4 separate regions of the Mus musculus genome follow, and regions 1, 2 and 3 are each linked to region 4. The links are chromatin contacts, called in public HiChIP or PLAC-seq and promoter capture Hi-C maps. All regions are on one chromosome and are shown on one strand. Each heading gives the region's core, a stretch centred on a gene start, on an enhancer-like site or on the middle of the called end of the contact. The rest is flanking DNA. Distances are from core to core; before and after follow the strand shown.

What was found. Promoter capture Hi-C pulls out the DNA fragments that hold promoters and counts their contacts. HiChIP or PLAC-seq counts read pairs in DNA pulled down with a chosen protein or histone mark.
Region 1: a contact with region 4 is called in an H3K4me3 HiChIP or PLAC-seq map of bone marrow-derived macrophages, with 5 times the contacts expected there. The contact joins the enhancer-like site here to the promoter of Camkk2 in region 4. A contact is called at or near these places in 16 of 39 promoter capture datasets (the 3T3-L1 cell line, 3T3-L1-derived adipocytes, the C10 cell line and 10 more), 1 of 15 datasets of contacts at CTCF or cohesin (the NIH/3T3 cell line), 4 of 484 Hi-C or Micro-C datasets (B cells, embryonic stem cells, nephron progenitors and 1 more), 10 of 115 datasets of contacts at active chromatin or transcription factors (astrocytes, bone marrow-derived macrophages, embryonic hindbrain and 5 more) and 5 of 9 other capture datasets (adipose tissue, embryonic stem cells, liver and 2 more).
Region 2: a promoter capture Hi-C map of second pharyngeal arch cranial neural crest shows a contact between it and region 4. The contact joins the promoter of Morn3 here to the promoter of Camkk2 in region 4. A contact is called at or near these places in 9 of 39 promoter capture datasets (the SN4741 cell line, cranial neural crest, embryonic stem cells and 6 more), 1 of 15 datasets of contacts at CTCF or cohesin (the NIH/3T3 cell line), 2 of 484 Hi-C or Micro-C datasets (both in embryonic stem cells), 9 of 115 datasets of contacts at active chromatin or transcription factors (the 230-238 cell line, bone marrow-derived macrophages, effector CD8 T cells and 4 more) and 1 of 9 other capture datasets (pancreatic islet).
Region 3: a FOXA1 HiChIP or PLAC-seq map of pancreatic cancer cells shows a contact between it and region 4. The contact joins the promoter of Tmem120b here to the promoter of Camkk2 in region 4. A contact is called at or near these places in 2 of 484 Hi-C or Micro-C datasets (brain and embryonic stem cells), 4 of 115 datasets of contacts at active chromatin or transcription factors (bone marrow-derived macrophages, embryonic stem cells, extraembryonic endoderm stem cells and 1 more) and 1 of 9 other capture datasets (adipose tissue).

What each region holds. Positions count from the first base shown.
Region 1 is chr5:122,478,725-122,483,378 of GRCm38.p6, forward strand. All of the region lies in intron 5 of Atp2a2 (ATPase, Ca++ transporting, cardiac muscle, slow twitch 2), which reads right to left. Among named protein-coding and RNA genes, the nearest start is that of Atp2a2, 21 kb to the right of the region's middle. Within about 2 kb of position 2,982, at least 26 of the 459 cell types and tissues checked have an H3K27ac peak or open chromatin away from gene starts, as enhancers often do. A contact at or near this core is called in adipose tissue, bone marrow-derived macrophages and macrophages, where this site is marked.
Region 2 is chr5:123,045,375-123,050,188 of GRCm38.p6, forward strand. It overlaps Morn3 (MORN repeat containing 3), which reads right to left and starts at 1,642. Exons shown (of 5, transcript NM_029112.2): 1 at 1,257-1,642. The coding sequence starts at 1,401.
Region 3 is chr5:123,073,929-123,078,746 of GRCm38.p6, forward strand. It overlaps Tmem120b (transmembrane protein 120B), which reads left to right and starts at 2,347. Exons shown (of 12, transcript NM_001039723.2): 1 at 2,347-2,567. The coding sequence starts at 2,499.
Region 4 is chr5:122,777,847-122,782,602 of GRCm38.p6, forward strand. Camkk2 (calcium/calmodulin-dependent protein kinase kinase 2, beta) reads right to left here and starts at 1,564. Exons shown (of 17, transcript NM_001199676.1): 1 at 1,406-1,564.

The sequences.
Region 1 (4,654 bases), core at 1,732-4,231, 300 kb before region 4:
CCGGCTACATCCTGGGTAAAGACTTTCCAGTGTGGCTTTATGTCACCTGCACCCCTGTTAGTAACTTCTCCACCACCACCACCCCCCCCCCCCCCCCCCGTTAGTAACTTCTTGACAATTCTAAATAAGCCTAAGAAACTCACTTGTTTCCCAGGGTGATAGACACTGCTTTAGTCACCCCCCCCCCCAGGAGAAATCCTCAAAAACAGAGACATCAGTAATTCTATTTTCTCATGTTGTTAAAAAAGGACATCAGTAAACAAAATATTTAAAAGACTGTATTTTAATAAAGAAATTTTAATGAGAGGAAAAAAATCTATATTGATGGATGTTTTCAGAATAGAAAAGTAGAAATCTCATGCAAGTTAGTTTTGAGTAATTTAAGGTACATAAAGGATAAAGTTGAGATGATATGTATAATATCCAAGTGTCTAAGGTCAAAGATCAACAATTACAAGAACTTTTATTTAAAAGTGTCTGGCTTTAGTCCTAGACAGGAGTAACTGACCTTCTGGGTGTCCAATACCCCCGGAAGGTCTTTCTACTGTGGCCAGAGGGATGAAAAGGACGACTCTCATCCTTGCTCCCCAAAGCCAGCTAAGTACAGGGTGTGTCCAGGGAGACCTCCTGTGGTGAGTGCTAATCAAGGTCCACACTACAAAGAGAGCCTTAACAAACAGGAAACTTCCTACTTACTTCCTAGTGCAACAGTTGTCAAACAAGGCCTTTGATTTATCCTCACATAGTTGGAATAACCAATAAAAGAAAGATTAATGGAGCTAAAAGTTACTCTCATGCCCAAATGATCCCTGAGGACCAGATCTTTAAACTGGTCTTGGACAGTTAAAAAAAAAAAAAAAAAGGTAATAATTTTACCCACCTCCATGGTCTCAAGGAATGAGGCTGTTAGGGTGTTTAATGTGTAGTCCCCAGACACTATCAGGTATTATTACTCAACCATCAGGTATTATTTTTACGACTTTTCTCAGTATGATTATCTTCTTGAGTAGAAGAAAAGTAAGTTGCCTATAATATATAGAAAATGACTTTGGCTCAATTTAACACTGAAGTTAACTACCTAGAGCCAAAACAAAATAACAGGGCTGGTGAGTTGGCTCAGTGGTTAAGAGCAAAGTGCTCTTTCGAAGGTCCTGAGTCCAATTCCCAGCAACCATATGGTGGCTCACAACCATCCTTAATGAGATCTGACGCCCTCTTCTGGTGTGTCTGAAGTCAGCTACAGTGTACTTACATATTTTAATAAATAAATTTTGGGGCTGGAACAAGTAGAGGTCCTGAGTTCAATTCCCATCAACCACATGATGGCTCACAACCATCTGTACAGCTACAGTATACTCATATACATAAAATAAATAAATAAATCTTAAAAAAAAAAAAAGAGCAAAGTAACAAAGCCAACCCTATCTTCTTACTTTCTATACGTTAACAATTCACACTCCAAGGAGGCGACCAGATTACCTCTCAAACTCCCAGGTTTGGATGCCTGTGGGACATTACTAGACAATCATATAAAAAGGATCCAATGGGATTTTGATTAAATTGTCAATTAGATGCTGACATAAACAGATTCCTCTTAAAAAAGTTTCCAGGTACATTTTCTTTAAAAAAAAAAAAAAAGATTTATTTTATATATGTGAGTACACTGTTGCCACTGTTTTGAGACACACCAGAAGAGAGCATCAGATCCGATAACAGATGGTTGTGACCCACCATGTAGTTGCTGGGAATTGAACTCAGGACCTCTGGAAAGGCAGTCAGTAATCTTAACCATCTTTCCAGCCCTAGAGGTGTATTTTTTTCTCTCTCTCTCTCCTCTGAGACAGGGTCTGTCTATGTAGCCCTGGCTGGCATCGAACCTAGAGATCCACCTTCCTTTCCTGTCTGCCAACTGCTGGAATGAAAGGTGTGCTTGACCACTATAAGGATTGGATTCTTTCTAGAATTCCATGGGTGGTAGATTTTTCTGAAGCCATGGGCCTATTTTATAGTCCCGTTTATTGGGTGAGTAATTTCCTGTATTTTAAAATCCTTCATATATTAAGAATATGGGGTGCTGTTTTCTGTGTCACTACTTCTTCAAGCATTGTTGTTTCTGAGCCAAGGTCTCCATGGGCCATAGCTGTCCAAAGATTTGGCGGACTCTACATTTGCATGTTAAAACTAAGCGTGGGCCATACTTTCTCCTGCACGGAAAGGAGTATTGTTTGTAATTCAACTTGTGCTGGATCATGGTGACATACAAAGAACTTCAGTTAACAGTTTAAAAGACAAAATAAAAACATATATCAGACTCATGAATAAAGAGGCAACACCTGATGCCAGGTAAGGTAGCACAAGCTTTTAACCCCAGCTCTTGGGAGGCAGGTAGATCTCCATGGTGTTCAAAGACAGTCTAGGCTGGTTTACATAGTGAATTTCAGGCAGACAGGGCTGAACTGAATCTATCCATTCATTTTCCTCTGCTGACTTACTTCTTACATCACTTTTCAGCCTTTTAGCTAAGATCAAGTGTAAAAATTTAATACAAGGCAGGCTACCAAGGTGATTCAGCAGCTAAAATCGACTGCCACCAAGCCTGACAACTGGAAGTCTAATCCCTAGGACCCATACTGTATAAGACAGTGAACTCCTAACTTGTTCTCTTATCATTCTTGTACATATATACCCCCACACACACACACACATACACACATGAACATGGACACAGACACAGAAATACAATTAAAAAAACAATATGGGGAGAATACTCATAACCACAGGTTCAGATTCTGAAAAGAACTTTTTGGAACAGTCTCTATTACATTTTCTTGCATACCAGAAATACTAGCTCCCACAAGATCGTCTCTGTGGAAAGACATGAAGGAAGTATGCCCGAATTAGTTTTTATAACCCACTATGTGCTAGCATTCTCTCGGCTAGAAAGCCTTTGCATCATCTTGGCCAACCCATGACCTTGTTTTACCAAGGCCAGGAAGTAGAGAGTTTTACTTCAGGAAGCTCAATTAATGAAAGACTTCCTCTAGCTTGTTATGACTGCTTCACATCTTTTGCTAAGGGTCTATTTGGTTGCACATCAGGACAGATCTATTAAGGAGCTTTAAAAAATAAATCTATGAAAGTAAAGATCTGTCTAATATTTTTCAAAGGAAAAATAACAATTGTCTTTACGCCACAGGCTCCTGTGAGTTTCAGACAGGGCTCTGCCTGGGAAGCAGGCAAGGAAACACTGCTGATCACATCCAGTGATGTTCCCTAATGGGCGAGTGAGCGCCTGAGGGCACGTGGTAGTGGAAAGTTCTTATTCTTGCCAAGGGAGTGCTCTGCAATTTTTTCCTCCACATTTTTTTTCCTCTCTTTGGGCTGAGGCAGGAAGAATGAGAGCATGTGTTATAAACCTCCTTCCATTTGCTTAACACCTGACACTGCTCACGTGTAGTTCTTGGCTCTGTAAGTTCTTAGCTCTTTCCTTTCCATAACAATACTGATTTTCACTCTGAAGAAAAATACAATTTAAAGGTTAGTCTACCAAGAATACAGTTAAGAGTCAGTTTTTAAAAGTTATTTTTGCGATAATTTATAAATGAATGGAAGTTTTCTTTACCTTACAAGGAGATTTAAGTAAGAATACTTAAACATCTTTTTTACTTAAGGTAAACATAAATAATAATATATGCAAGGAAAACAGTTTACGTATACATGTATGTGGGTGAATAAAAAGTATTTTATTTTAGCTGGGTGCAGTGGTGCATGCCTTTAATCCCAAGCACTTGGGGTTGGGGTGGGCTGGACATGTACCTCAACAGGTGGAGTTCAGAAAGCCCTGAAACTGAACGTTGAGCTATGAACATCTTTCACTTCTGGAGGTCAAATTAATACATGGAAGCAGGAATTACACCATTCTATCCTCACATCCCAGCCACCTCCCCAAATCCTCTACATGTTCTAACACAAGAAAAGCTTAAACACTGTATTTTTCCAAGTCACAATATCTTAGCAAAAGTGACCCCTTTCCTGTGGTTGTTGTTGGTTTTGTTTTTTTTTTTTTTCTTTTTAAAGCTGTTTTTTTCCCCAAAAGTCTTAACCTCCATGGCAAGAATGGAAAGACTGACACTGACTATTAGTCATGAAGCGGGAGGAGTGATTACAGGAAATCAGGAAATGCCAGCCCCGTGTAATCAGGTCAAGCTTCAAGATCAACTGGTCTGTCATGGTCTGAGGGTGTGTGGAGGTGGGGAACCTCCCATAGTCCTTCACCTCTCAGTGTCTTATGACCTGTCCTCACAGTGTTAAAGGGTCTTGACCTCAAAGCACTCTGCTTAATATATCTACACTCATTTTTCAAAAGTACTTTGTACTTTCAAAAGAGATTCACATTTATGTATACGGTGGTCTTTTGCCTGTATTCACGTGTACCTCATGTGTGTCTGTTGTCTGTCTGCAAAGGCCAAGAGGTGTCAGATCACCTGGAACTGGAGTTATATCTGAGCCATCATGCGCTGACAGCTTTGTGGAGCTGAAGTTACAGGCAGCTGTGAGGTGCCCCAGCTGGGAGCGAGGTTTTATCCTGGGTCTTTTCAAGGGTAGTAACTACTGTAACTGCTGGGCTCATCTCCAGTCCTTGCTTTTCTTAACA
Region 2 (4,814 bases), core at 392-2,891, 270 kb after region 4:
TACCTGGCTTCTCCAACCCCAACTTGCTTTGGGGGAGGGGGATCTTAGAGATAGGGTCATAGCCCAGCCTTGATCTTCCTACCTCAGACTCCTGAGCCAGTAACTGGGCTTATAGGTAATGTATACTAAAACCACATCCAATTCTGACCCACGTTCTCTCCCATTACTCTTTGTTCAGCTACACTGACTTCTAGTCTGTCCCTCAGTCAAGTTACACTGACCTCCCTAATTCTAATTCTACAGTTTAAGGTCTAAATTTTAGACGAAAAGCCCCTCAACCTGGACACATCTTTATCCTTTCTGCCTAGCTCAAACATCACCCTGCTCCTGTCTTCTTTGTTACTCCCTCTCTTCCCCTCTCTGGTGCCCTCTATAGCCTAATACCACCTCTTCAGTAGTCACTTCTTCCCAGGTCACCTCATTTGGGAAATGTGATGGTAGTCTACTTTGCAGAGTCTCCCCGAGCACCCTTGCTCTGAGCAATCTTGCTGCGTGTACTTTATAAAGAGACATTGTTGCCACTTAACAGATGAGAAAACCTATAGATAAGGTATTCTAACAATGCAGGCTCAGGGATTCTAGTGTAGATAACCCAGGAAGGCAGGAGAAGAAAGTGGTTAAGTCTGGAATTGCAAGACTAGAGCTTTTAAATAGAGTCCCCGTCCTACCCCCATCCATCCCGGACAAACGTGATTTGCAATGTATCGGCCAGAACCCATTCGCCCCCTGCTGGTTAAGACTTGAGTCCAGGCATACAGGAGTAATCATGGTCACTCAGTTACTTCTGGGGGGTTGGATAGGTCCAACCTGTGTCTTGAGGCCCAGACCTTGTGCCCCCACCATCTGCAGAGCATCAGGGCAGCATCTGAAGCCCACAACGCCTACTGCAAGTCATTTTCTTAATGTGTTGACCTTTTCAACCAACCCCAGGCTCTGCTACCCTGTCAGAAGACAGAGAGCGATCCAGCACCCCCAGAACCCCACCCAGCTTTGGGCTGGCTTCTGATGATCCCTATCCCATTTTTGTTTTCTGTCCCTAGACTCTGGCTCAGCTGAAGTCAGGGCTGACTTGGACTTCAGAGCCACAGCCCCCTGCTGGTCCCGGTTCTGGTCACTAAGTGGGGTTGGGAACAAAACAAGATCGCTTATGTTCTTAATGGACTCTGTAACAGTGCTTTTTGTTTTGTTTTGCATTGCCCACCCACTCTGACCCCACGCTGGCCACTAATCCCCGGAGGCTCTCCCGCTTAGCTTACCGTGTTTCAAGTTGCCCTTCCATTCGCCCACGTAGTGATCGCCGTTCACAGCAAACACTTGGTGTCTCAGTCCGTTCTTCTGGGCTTTCCGGTCCCACCCTTTCCACGGCGGCTCTACTTTCCTTGGACACTTAGTGACCGGCATGCTGGCTGCCTCTGTGGTGTTGCGGGGGTGCTAGCAGGAGGTAGGGGCATCAGGGGCTCAGTGACTCCCGTGTATCCTGGGGATCCTGGTACTTCCTGGGGAGGTGCCTGCCTGAGTTCCAATAGGGCAGGTCATTTGTGTTCTGAGTCCCCAGGGCAGGTGAAGAGCCCTCAGTGGGGATCCCTCTGTGCTGGACTGACCCACAACAGTCCTTGCCCTTGCATTCTCCTAGGGTCCATCTGTCAGGGATGTGATGGCATAATTCCTTTGGAACCCAGGGATTGTGATGACACTGGAGAGAAGCTGCCCCTGGGAAAAATGATGCTCACAGGTGACTTAATGACTTGAAAGACCAATCAGGAACCGACTTTGGTAGAAGAGACTCGAAGTAAGAAAGATCAGATGGTACCAAGTACTGGGACCACTCCAGGTGTATCAGAGGGTATCAGGCAGACAGCTGCCTGCCCTGTTAGCCCTTGCCCTACGTACCTGGTAGATGGGACAGATGAAGCTCAGGGGTTGCCTTTCAGCAGGGGAGATCCCACAAATCAGAGACTGATTTCATGGTGACTAACTGTCCCAGACTGCAAGTCTAGCTATACAGTGAGACCTTGTCTCAAAACAAACACAGTTGGACAGCCCTTGGCTCACTGGTCATCCTTCCACATCTGAGCCCTACGACTCTTATCTGGTAGAGCCATAGACTCTAGAGGGAAACAGTGGGTGGCCCAGGGTCTCCTCCCCATGTCTGGGAGCCCCGACCTGTTTTCCTCAGGTCCCCAGAATCTCCAGAAGGGATTGTTCATGTCTTTCCATCTGTCTCCAGCTGGCTCATGGGTGATAAAAACGTTCCTATCTACATCCTGGGGACCGCAATCTCCCTCAACTAATACAACCACATACTCCATAGGTTCTGAGGCTGTACAAATCCACTCCCATTAAATCTTGCACCGGCAGCACATACACACAGGTGCTGCCAATCAAAATATCCTCAGGTTGAAGCCAGTTCTAGGAGGTCATGGTATCTTAGCATCCACCCACAGGGTCAGCCTCACAACCTGTGTGCTTCAGGTTGGACACTGTGCCTGCCACCTGTGCATGTTTTACAGCCTCTGTTCCCACAGAGGGGACTACTGGCACATGACTTTAATCCCAGCACTCAGGAGGCAGAGGCAGGAAGATATCTGAGTTCAAGGCCAGCCTGGTCTACAGAGTGAGTTCCAGGATAGTCAGGGCTACACAGAGAAACCCTGTCTTGAAAAGCCAAAAACCCAAAATAAAAACAAAACAAACAAACAAAAAAATCAAAACAAAACAAAGCTTGCTTTTTTTTTTTTTTAATATGGAGTCTTGCTATGGCTCTGTGGCCCTGGCTGACATGGAACTCCATACTCCATATGTAGACCAGATGTAGACCAGGCTAGCCCCTAATTTGCATTATTCTTCTTGCCTCCTGAGTGCTGGCATAAAAGACATGTACCACTACACTCAAGTTCATTCATTCATTCATTCTCTCTGCCCCTTTCTGTTTCTAATAGGGTGTCATGTAGTACAGGTTAGACTCAAACTCCCAATGTAGCTGAGAATGACTTTTTTTCAATCCAGGGTCTCATGTAACCCAGGCTAGCCTCAGACTCACGATGCAGGATGACTTTAAATTAGCGGTCCTCCCAACTCTACCTCCTAAATGCTAGGATTGCAAGCATTAGCCTTCTTGCTTGGTTTATGCAGTGCTTAGAATCAAGCCCAGGGCTTCACACATGCCAAGCAAGTACTCTATCTACTGGTCCTCAGGCAGTGGTCTTAACCGATGAGCCATCTCTCCAGCCCCATACTGGCAGTTCTCCACGTGCCCTTTAATTGTTGTGTAGAGATCTGGCTTCTTGGCAGGGCCTCAGATGGAGAGTGGAGGACTTGAGAGGGGAGCCATGGTATAGAAGGTTTGTGCTGCTGTCAGAATCCTGAGGCTACCAATCTGCATTTGCAGTATCTTTATATATCCTTCGAGAACAATCCTGATAGTACCTTTTCCCTCTGAAAGCACCCCTGCTCTGGCCACCATTCTCAGCAGAGATGACTGGGGCCATGTGTTTTTTTGTTTCTCACTGCACCCAAGTGCCCACACATAGTAGGTTCTCAACTAAGGGCAAAGAGATGCTGGGAGTTGTAATGCAACCCGTAATCCTAACTGCTGGAAAGCTGAGGCAGAGGAATCACCACAAGTCTGAGGTCAGCTTGGGAGTGAGACCCTGTCTTGAAAAAAGCAGAAACTAGAGAAGGAGAGGATGGCCCAGTGGTTAAGAGCAGCACTTGTGCTGGGCATGGTGGCCCATACCTTTTAATCCCAACACTCAGGAGGCAGAGGCAGGCTGATTTCTGAGTTCGAGGCAAGCCTGATCTACAGAGTGAGTTCCAGGACAGCTAGGGCTATACAGAGAAACCCTGTCTTGAAAAAACAAAACAAACAAACAAACAAAAAACTAAGGAGAGCTCTGTGGACACTGGAGGGGAGGGGACAGACAGCTGGGGTCATTCCCGAGCTCCAGCCCCTTCATCCACTGGCTCACCTGTAACAGCAGCCTTGGACTTCACTCAACCCGCAGCTGAAGTTGTGAGTCTTGGGCCTAGGGAGGTTGTTATGGCAACGCCAAAACTGACTGACTTGCTGTGCCCGCCTCTTCCTGCAGAGGCAGGGTAGCGGGAAACTTTAAGGGAAGGGAAAGTCTTATTTGTTTTTCGCCTTAGGACTTTTGAGTATCTTCCGGACGCTCTGGAGACCATCTCCGGTGGAAGATGCGCGGTGTACACATTTTACAGATGCAAAATTCTTGCTCTGCTCACAACGCCTTGAGGATCCTGGAAGACCTGCCTAGCCTCTTCACTTTTCCCTTTATCCTGTCCCCCTAAGCCTCCCCATTCAGCCTTTGTCAGAGCTACTACACACTTGCTTCTCTGCTGTTCCTGGAAAGTGCACCATGTACCTGCCTCCTGCCTTGGGCTCTTCTGGGGGCAGCTGCCAGGACATCTCTTCCTCCACCGGAGAGTGTGGATCTTGCCTTCAGACGTCAGCTCCAGACGCAGGAGTTCTCAGAACCGCCCTATTTAAAATTGGAATCTCCGTGTGCTTCATTGCTGTTTATTCTGTTTAAGCACTTAGCATGGCTGCCATCTGAGTGAGTGTTGGTTTTAAAGGCAACCTCACTTTCAAAAAATAACAAAGAAACAAACAAAAAACGACAAACCTCTCAAACAGAAAAAGAAGGGGGCGGGCTGGAGAGGTGGCTCAATGCTTAAGAGCACTGTCTGCTCTTCCAGAGGTCCTGAGTTCAATTCCCAGCAACCACATGGTGGCTCATAAACCTCTTTGATGAGATATAAATACATCTTTAAAACAACAACAACAACAACAACAA
Region 3 (4,818 bases), core at 1,097-3,596, 300 kb after region 4:
TTTTTTAAGAGAGATATATTATTTTGGAGCCAAATATGAATGCCCATGACACAGGAACATAGGTTTAATACCCCAAAGTCCATGTTCCAAGGTGGTAATAGTTTGATGAAATTTTGGTATTAACTGAACAAAGATAGTCTTAAATCAAGACACTTGATAATACACTGCAAAAATCATTAAGTTACACCGAAATGGAGACATTCCACTTTAGACTTGAGGTGTTATCTGACAGCACATTTAGTCTTTTGATGACTAGCAGAAACTAAGGTTTTATTAAGTTAATACATTTTAAAAAGTTGGGTTTTTTTGTTTTGTTTTTTTGTTTGTTTGTTTGTTTTTTTGCCAGGCAGTGGTAGCACACACCTTTAGTCCTAGCACTTGGGAGGCAGAGGCAGGTGAATTTCTGAGTTCAAGGCCAGCCTGGTCTACAGAGTGAGTTCTAGGACAGCCAGGGCTACACAGAGAAACCCTGTCTCGAAAAACCAAAAGAAAAAGAAAAAAAAAAAAAAAAAAAAGAAAAAAGAAAAAGAAAAAGAAACCCTGTCTCAAAAAAAAAAAAAACAAAACAAATTTTTTTTTTTCATTTTCCCACTTTGATTGGTTGTTTTTTTTTTTTTACTAGATATTTTCTTTATTTACATTTCAAATGTTATTCCCTTTCCTGGTTTCCCCCACGAAAACCCCCTATCCCCTCCCCCTCTCACTGCTTACCAACCCACCCACTCCTGCTTCCTGGCCCTGGCATTCCCCTACACTGGGGCATAGAACCTTCACAGGACCAAGGGCCTTTCCTCCCATTGATGACCAACTAGGCCTTCCTCTGCTACATATGCAGCTAGAGCCATGAGTCCCTCCGTGTGTAGTCTTTGGCTGGTGGTTTAGTCCCTGGGAGCTCTGGGGATACTGGTTAATTCACATTGTTGTTCCTCCTAGTGGGCTGCAAGCACCTTCAGCTCCTTGGGTACTTTCTCTAGCTCTTTCATGTGACTGCTGGGAATTGAACTCAGGATCTCTGGGAGAGCAGCCAGTGCTCTTAACCGCTGAGGCTGACCCATCTCTCTAGCCCTTCTGGGGATTTTCATTCACAGTGTCTTCATAAGAGAGGGCACACAGAGAGGCCCTGTAACTACTGGTCAGAGAGAATGGAGCAATGCAGATGAAAGCCATGGAGTATGTAGGCTCAACAGTCACTGTCATGGCTACTAGGTAGCAAGGCAAGGCCCTACCCAGGGTCTCAGGAGTCATGACACTTTCGTTTCAGGTTGGTCGCTGTGAGATAAATGCACTTCTATTGTCTAGGCCACCCACTTGTAGCTAAGCATAGCCCTGTGAAACTAATGCAGGTGTCCTTTTAATTTTAATTAATTTTACAGGGTCTTACTGTGGAGCTGGCCCTGAGCTATGTAGACCAGGCTGGTCTCAAACCCACAGAGATCTATCTGCCTCTGGCCCTGGAGTGCTTCAATGAAAGGCATGTGCCACCCAAACTGCAGAACACACACCCTTAACCACTGAAGTTTTTCCCTCCAGCCCCGACAGGCATCATTTGATATTTTATTTGTTTGTTTGTTTGTTTGTTTGTTGAGACAAGTCTTACTACGTTGTCAAGGCTGGTATGCAATATCACACCCAGCTGCAGGTGTCATTTGAATGAGGTTCCAGGAGTGAGCAAGAAGCCACTGCATGATGATTCAGAGGGAGGAATGTCAAGTCAGGATAAAAACAATGGCCGGAGAGCTGGATTTAGGGCAGGGAGATAGGAGGTGTGGTTGGAAAAGCCAGGCTTGTGCAGGTCTTTTCGGACTTGGCACGGAAAGGGAGGCAACTGTATTCCATAAACTTGGTGGTTGTGGCTTTTGACTGACAGCACCAGCTGTCAAGAGTCACCCAGTGTCTTAGAGGACAGGGATGTATCTAGGCTGTATTGGTTGCAATAAATATCATCGCCAGCGTGAGATGACAGAGCCAAGTCTGCATTTTTCCCATCCTGCCCTTGACCTTACTACGCGGTCACTGTCAAAGCTGTCATTTCAGGGCACTGGCTTTGGCCTAGGTCAGGCAATGTGAAGGAATACATGAATTTTCCCTTTACCTCCTCCAAATCATTTCCACCTCACTCTCCCACAAAGATAATCTAAGTAACATAAGCCATAAATGCAGCTTACACATAAACCCTCCACCCACTCCGACGAGAAACCTACTACCTACACACGAGGAGTGAAGAGACCCAAAGAAGACTGAAGAGTTGCACCCGCCACGAGGCCAGAGCCCGGGGGATCGCCCATGCGCATGCGCGGGCCCCACCCTCGGGCGAGGGGGTGAGGCTGGCGCCGGGGCGGGGCCCGTGACGTCAGGTGCGCGCGTGGCTCCGGCTGCGCAGGAACAGCTGGTGCCTCGGGAGGCGGCTAGTGAGCGGGCGGGCGTGGGCTGCTGGTGGCCGGACGGGTCACGCTGCGGGTTTCGTCGCCGCCGCCGCCGCCGCCTTGCACCATTGCACCATGTCCGGCCAGCTGGAGCGTTGCGAGCGCGAGTGGCACGAGCTGGAGGGAGAATTTCAGGAGCTGCAGGTAGGACCGGGCCACCTGGTCCCGCCACTCTTGCTACCTGCGGTGCTTGTGCCTTCCCTATCTAGCCATCCCAGCCCGGAGGTGGGGCGATAGGACCCAGACGGTGGCCCGGGCTGTGCGTCCGATGGGCTGGTGGGTGGCCTGGCGCAGCCCCTTCCTATGTAGCAGCGCTTTGGCTCCTCAGTCTCTTGGGGCGCCCCTCATTCTCGCGCCCTCTCATCCACTCTTTGCTCCACGCTCTCCCTTCGCTACAGAAAGTTCGTCTCTGGCCCCCGAGGCAAGTTCCAGGTGTGTTCACGAGGAAACTGTGATACTCAAAGGACACCAGACCAACCCCCACACAAGGGATCTTCCCCCCAACCCTCCAGTTGCAGTTGGCTGTTCAACTCCTTACTACACGCTCTGTGCTGGCTGGGCAGCCCTCGCTGCAACTGCGGTTTGAGAGTTGTGCTTGGCTGCTTTCATCTTGGCCCCTTAGGCAGTTTTTAAGTCTCAGAGACCCCTCAGTCATAGCCTTGACTTTGGGAGCTCTGATGTGGTTCTGCTTATCGGCTGCTGCGAGCTGAGTTTACCATTGTGGATGGCAGGCATCTGTCAGTTCTGACAGCTGGCTGCCTCACCCGGTGATAGAGGGCTGCACCCAACCCCTCACCGTTTTGGCACAGAGCGTTCCACCTGGTGTGTTGAAGGTTGGTATAAGAGCTGGGCTCTTGAGAGGATAGCATCGCCACCCGGTCCTATCAGGAGGGTCCAGAGAGGCCTCAGCTATATGCTCTGGGGACTAGAGACTCAGGAAACCTTGGGGACGGCCAAGAGGAACAACACATGGCTTCCTCGCATTCACTCTCTCCTCCTCTCAATGGTTACTTTGTCATTCCCCTTGTCCCTGTAGCGTTCTCAGTTGGGCTGACCTCCTGCAATGTCCAGAGGAGAATGCTGTCAAGGGAGGTCTGTGATGGGTCTTTGTAAAGTGAGGCTGCCGATGTTACAGAAGGATGCCGGTGAACCTGAGCAGCAGATCGGCATGGGCAGAGACTTAAGAGACCCAGGACTGTCATCCCTTCGTAGTCCCTCCAGCATATATGGATGGGTTGGTGCCTTCTCTTTCAGATCTGAGGTCTTGGGTTCCTCATAGTTCCCAGAGGATCCCTTTTGGTTCCACCCACGGGGAAAAGACTCAGCCATATCCTTAACAATTTTTCCCACTGGGCTGTGAAGCCATGCCCAGCCACAGAGCCAGTGAGTGGGTCTTAGAGTTGGGAGTGGGAGAAGAGGTTTCCTGCGTGGGGCTTTTGCTTCTATTTCCTTCCTTTCGGCTTGTTTTAAACTACGAGGAGGAGGAGCCTAACACTGCAGAACTATGCAATTAATGCAATTATCAACAATTAGGTAGCAAGTCTTGGCAGGCAGGTGTCGTAAAGGAGGCCTTTGATTTGTTATGACAGGAAGATGTCATGAGGGGTCAGGTGCTCGGGTGGTCGGGGGCGGAGGAGTTATGAGTTGATCTGGATCTCCTCGTCTGGTGGTGAACAGCAAGGGCTGTTGGAAGGATCTGGTTTCTTAGAGATGGGACAACTGGGACAGACTAGATCCTCCTTTGAGGAAGAGGGACCCAACTGGTGTAGGCTTGATGGTCAGCTTCTGGGTCTGAGTACAGAGTGGATAGCTTCCTGGTGGTTAAGGTCATAGACTGGAGCAAAAATTCTCTTCTCTTCTCTTCTCTTCTCTTCTCTTCTCTTCTCTTCTCTTCTCTCTCTCTCCTCTATATATATGTATGGAGGGTATATATATATATATATATATACACACACACACACACATGCATTATGTATATTTACGTATAAATATATCTTTATAACATGTATTTATAATATATTTGATATATACAATGTTTATATGTAAATATATGCTTATAAATATATACTTAAAGGTTTATTGTTTTTATTTTTGTGTATGGGTGTTTCTCTCGAATGTATCTCTCTATGCACCACATCCGTGCCTGGTGCTGGAGGAATCCATAGGAGACCGTCATCAGATCCTCTGGACATTGAGTTATAGACAGTTGTGAGGCACGTGTGGGTCCTGAGATCCAAACTCAGGTTTTTGCCTGAGTAGCCAGTGCCTGTAATCACTGAGCCATTTCTCCTGCCCATTAATTTATTTACTTGTTAGTTTTATTTATGTGTCTCCGTGTGTGTGTGTGTGTGTGTGTGTGTGTGTGTGCGTGCGTGCGCGCGCGCGTGTATGTGCG
Region 4 (4,756 bases), core at 314-2,813:
GAATGTTAATGAGGGGGTGGGAGTGTAAGCTCACTAGTTAAAGGTGGGCTTAGCCTGCTGCTGGCACTGGGTTCTATTCCTGGCATAAATGAAAAATGTAATTACGGTTATCCAAGGTAGGGGCTCATCATATGACGGGGTTTTCTTTTGTTTTTGTGTTTTGTTTTGTTTTGTGGTTTTTCGAGACAGGCTTTCTCTGTGTAGCCCTGGCTGTCCTGGAACTCACTTTGTAGACCAGGGTGGCCTCGAACTCAGAAATGCACCTGCCTCTGCCTCCCGAGTGCTGGGATTAAAAGTGTATGCCACCATGGCCCGGCATATGACATTTTTGATGAAGTGTACAGCAGTAGAGTGTACAAGGAGGGGGATCGGGCAAACTGAAGCTGCTTCTGTACACTGATAGCACGATCTATTCTGAAACCGCAGTTTCTGTGGGTTTGGGAACAGCGGCAGCCCCTGCCACTTCCAAAGAACAAAGGAGCTGTGGGGAGGCAGAGCAATCCTCCTCTAGGTCCTGTGGGGGCAGAGTCAGGAGGAGGAGTAAAAGACATCATTAATGCCCCAGGGCACCTGAAGTTTCTACTCCAGGACTGGGGGAACATCACAGAGGAGGTTGAGGAAGGTAAAAGTTGCATCTAGGGTAATGAATGCGGAGCATGACCCACCCACCCCCAGATCAGGAGGCTGTTTGCCCATGGCACCTGAGATGTCCTCCACCCCCTGCTCCATCCCCCTGCAAAGTGCCACCTCTTCATCTCCAAGTGAGAGCAGCCGGGGAGGAGGCTGACAGAGCTGTGAAAACACCCCGTTTCCCAAACTGGGCATTCAGGGGGTGGGGAGAACCCTGGCATAGCCCCGGTGATAGCGGGGCACCACCACCCCAGGGCTGTGCCAGAGGGAGCCGGCAGGCACTCTTTATGCATCGCGCGCTGCAGCCCAGAGGTAAATTTAGGTCAAAAGGATCAAGTCGGCCTGTGAGGTCGGGGTGATCAGAGGGCAGACTCGGGTCCAAGCCCCTAGGACCAGGGTCCTCCCCGTGCCTGGCAGCCTGCGGAGGTGGGACGCTCCCGCGCGCTCAGGTTCCGCACCTGTCAAGCGCCAGGGGTGGCCTAGGCCATCGCTGGGATCCGGGACCGCCCTGGCCGGCGGACCTTGGTGCGGAACTCCTGGCCGGCTCCTGCCGCCGGACCCCAAGCGCCGCCCGGCTCCGGAGGCCAGGGGGAAAGGGGGCGCAGCCCTCCACGTGGCGGGGCGCGGGGCGGCGCACGTGGGGTCCCCTCGGGGCCCGCCTCTGGGCTGTGTCTGCCGGCTCCCGCGCGCGTCCGGGACCCAAAGACCCACGGGGAGGTTGCGTCCCTCCCCCACCCACCCCCGACTCAGCCCGGCCCGCCTCGGGCCAGCTCACCTGGGCTCCGCGCCGCCGCCTCCCGCGCTCTGCGCCCCCGGCTCGGCTTGGCTCGGCTTGGCTCGGCTCGGCTCGGTCCGGTTCGGCTCTCCACGGGAGGAGCCGCCCGGGCTTCGGCTCGCGCGCGGCGCGGCGGCGCCTCGGGCTCCTTGCTGATTGGCCAAGGACCCGGCGTGGAGCGCGCGTGCCCGCCGCAGCCTCGGCCGCGCGCGCCGGGTCCCGCGGAGACTTAAGTAGCGGCGGGGCGGAGGTGGAGGCGGGAGGGGGGGTGGGGGGAAGGAGGCGACAGGAAGCGAGGCCCGACTCGCGCAGGGGCGAACAGGCCGCAAGTTTGGGAGTGGGTCTCGGTTCCTGCGAGATGCTCCACGCCGCTTTGTCCCTGAGCGTGGAGAAGTTCCCCCAAAGGCGACGGGGGAAAACCCAGGAGCCGTCTGGCGGTTCCCTCCCTGGATTTCGGGGCAACGCCCATTATGGGGAAACCCTTCCGCAGCCACCACCCCTCTGACCACTGCTGCAGGCTCGCCCTAAAATGCATCACTCACTCTGAACAGCCCAGCGAAGTTCTAGGTCTCTCCACAAGACTGACCAAACATTCTTCCCCTTTTTGACGGTTTACTTTGCTGGAGCCTTAAAATATTTAGTCTCCCAGTTGGGTAACAACGGAGAAAAAAAAGGGTATTTCAAGGGCTCGCTCACCCGGTGGCCTTGGATGTGGGGGGCCGGTGAACTCAGACTCGGATGTTCACCAGTGGCTGTCTGCATGCATGTTTCTGCCGGCAGCCAAAGGGTTGAGATGTCAAATTCACTAAGAATTCAAAGCTCTTTGTCAACTGGGTCGATTTTCAGCCCTCAATAAATTATTGCCATATTTCTAGGCTGGGCACTCACAAACAGTCCCCAGGACCGGACAAATAAACTCAATGAGCGTTCTAATGAGATGACCACCTCTGATACTGCTAAGCGCTCTTCCATTTATTTGTTAGTAGTAGCAACTGGAGCGAGACGAAGTGGAATAGTACACAATAGTTAAAAGGACTGTTAGATCTATTTGTACCCCCACAGGAAAAGGAAAACAAAAACATGTAGCGTAAGACAGCAAGCTGCAGGAGACAGTATCATGCACAGTTTGCGTGTCTTTTTAAGCCCCACTCTTGACTGACTTCCTGAGGAGACATGAACAAATGCCTATTCACCCAAAATAGGGCGCCGACAACAGATCAAAAACATCCAAGCCCAGCTTGGTGAACCAATGGGTTTATTGGGCTTACTCATCTCCAGCATGGACAGTGACCTGCCAGAAGGAGTGTCTCCTTCGTTTACCCACCCCTTTATATTCTCTAGCATCTCCCGGGGCCAGGTGCTGTTGGAGGTCTGCACAGGAGGAGAGGCGGGAGCAACTGTAATCTCAGGTGAGGGTCTAATGACTCTCCCCATTTCTTCCCTAGAGGGTGGATAATAGCCTCTCTCCAGTAAGGGACGGGTGCAGAGGCAAGCACAGATGCTCTGATTTCAAGAGGGACATGTTCTATGACCTCCACACGGTGTATGCTTATGGACACAAGCTTGTGCGAACGTCAAAGAGAATCGGTTCATGTTAGATGCATGATGGTCTGACATCAAGACGGAAGTAGGCAGCTAGAGGGGTAGCTCAGAGGTAGAGGACTTGCCTACCAGGTAGGAGGTAACGGTAAGGAAACCGGCTGGATAGCCTGGCGTGGTGGCGCACGCCTTTAATCCCAGCACTCGGGAGGCAGAGGCAGGCGGATTTCTGAGTTCGAGGCCAGCCTGGTCTAGAGTGAGTTCCAGGACAGCCAGGGCCATACAGAGAAACCCTGTCTTGAACCCCTCCCCCCCAAAAAAGGAAGCGGGCTGGAGAGATGGCTCCGTAGTTAAGAGCACCCACCAGCTGCTCTTGCAAAGGATCTAGGTTCGATTCCCAGTATCCACATGATGGGTCACAACCTCTGGAACCCCAGTTCCAGGGGATCTGACGCCCTCTTCTGGCCTTCTCAGGCAGAGCATGCATGTGGTTCGCAGACATGCATTGAGGAAAAACACCCATACACATGGAATAAAAATAAAGGAAGGTGGGTCGGGCACTTTTAACCCCAGTATTTGGGAGGCATGGGGCAGGAGGATCTCCATGAGTTCAAGGTGGTAGGAAGTTCCAGGTCTATATAGACCCTGCTTCCAAAAAGACAAAACAATAATGATAGATGAGTAAAGGAAGGAATTGAGGGCAGAGAATGGGACAGGGAGTATAGGAAGATGACATAGCTGTTTTATTTCCTCTATAAATGGTTGTAAAATAGATTGCAAAAATAGTTGATGCTGAATAGTGGGTACATAGTTCTGTATTTTTCTGTATTGTAGACCCCTCCCCAACCCCAAATTTATAGTAGGTTAAGTAGGCAGGGCGGGGCTTTGGGGGTCATGAGTGACAGGGTGTTAGAACCTAGTGGGGAAACCCCCACTCAACTCCCGATTCGGCGTGCACCCAAAAAAATCAGGAAGGACCATCTCTTGATGTAATTACATGAGAACGTTTAATGACGGAGCTCTGGACGACATGCATCTCACACAGGAGATAACGGATGTCGGCCACAAGGCTCGACAGCTAGGGGTTTTTATGGGGTAAGGGGCTTAGGGGTGTGGAATTCAGCATAGCGACACATTATTGGCTTATTCAAACATTAACAGAAATATTACAGGGCATCAGGACTTTGTTCCTGTGGGCTGGGGGCTTATCTTGTTCACATAGCAACCAGTTGATGTATGACTTTACCCCGCGTCAAGGGGCAGTAGACAGAGGGGAGGTTCCTGGCCAGGTGGTGTTGACCCAGACAAGATAGCCCTGCTTGTACAATCAAGCTGTTCTTAGGAATGTCTTAACAACAGCCCTGTCTGTTCTGTTTTGTTTTCAGCCCCAGGCCTAGGCTCATAGACAACTCTTTTACATGAATCACAAGATACAAAGTCTCATTTTCTTTCAAGGGCACTTGTTGGCCACATTTCAGGCTCCACCCTGTGCTCTCAACAGAGAGAACCCAGGCGACCTTGCCATTAGCAGCCACAGACAATAGTGAATAGATGGATGTAGCAGTGTCCCAATAAAACTTTATTTATAAACACCACAGGGTGATTTTCATACAATTGTCCAGTGTGTTGCCATTTAGGAGGGCACTCCATGAAGCAGTTTCTCTGAGGTCATCATCCATAATGGGGGAGGGGCACTTTGAAGTGATGAAGCTATTCAGAGGTCATTCATGTTCCTCTAAGGAAATCCAATAAACTCATTGGTTCAGGCCATTTAAAAAAAAAAAGGATGGGTTTTGGGGGTTGGGCAACTGC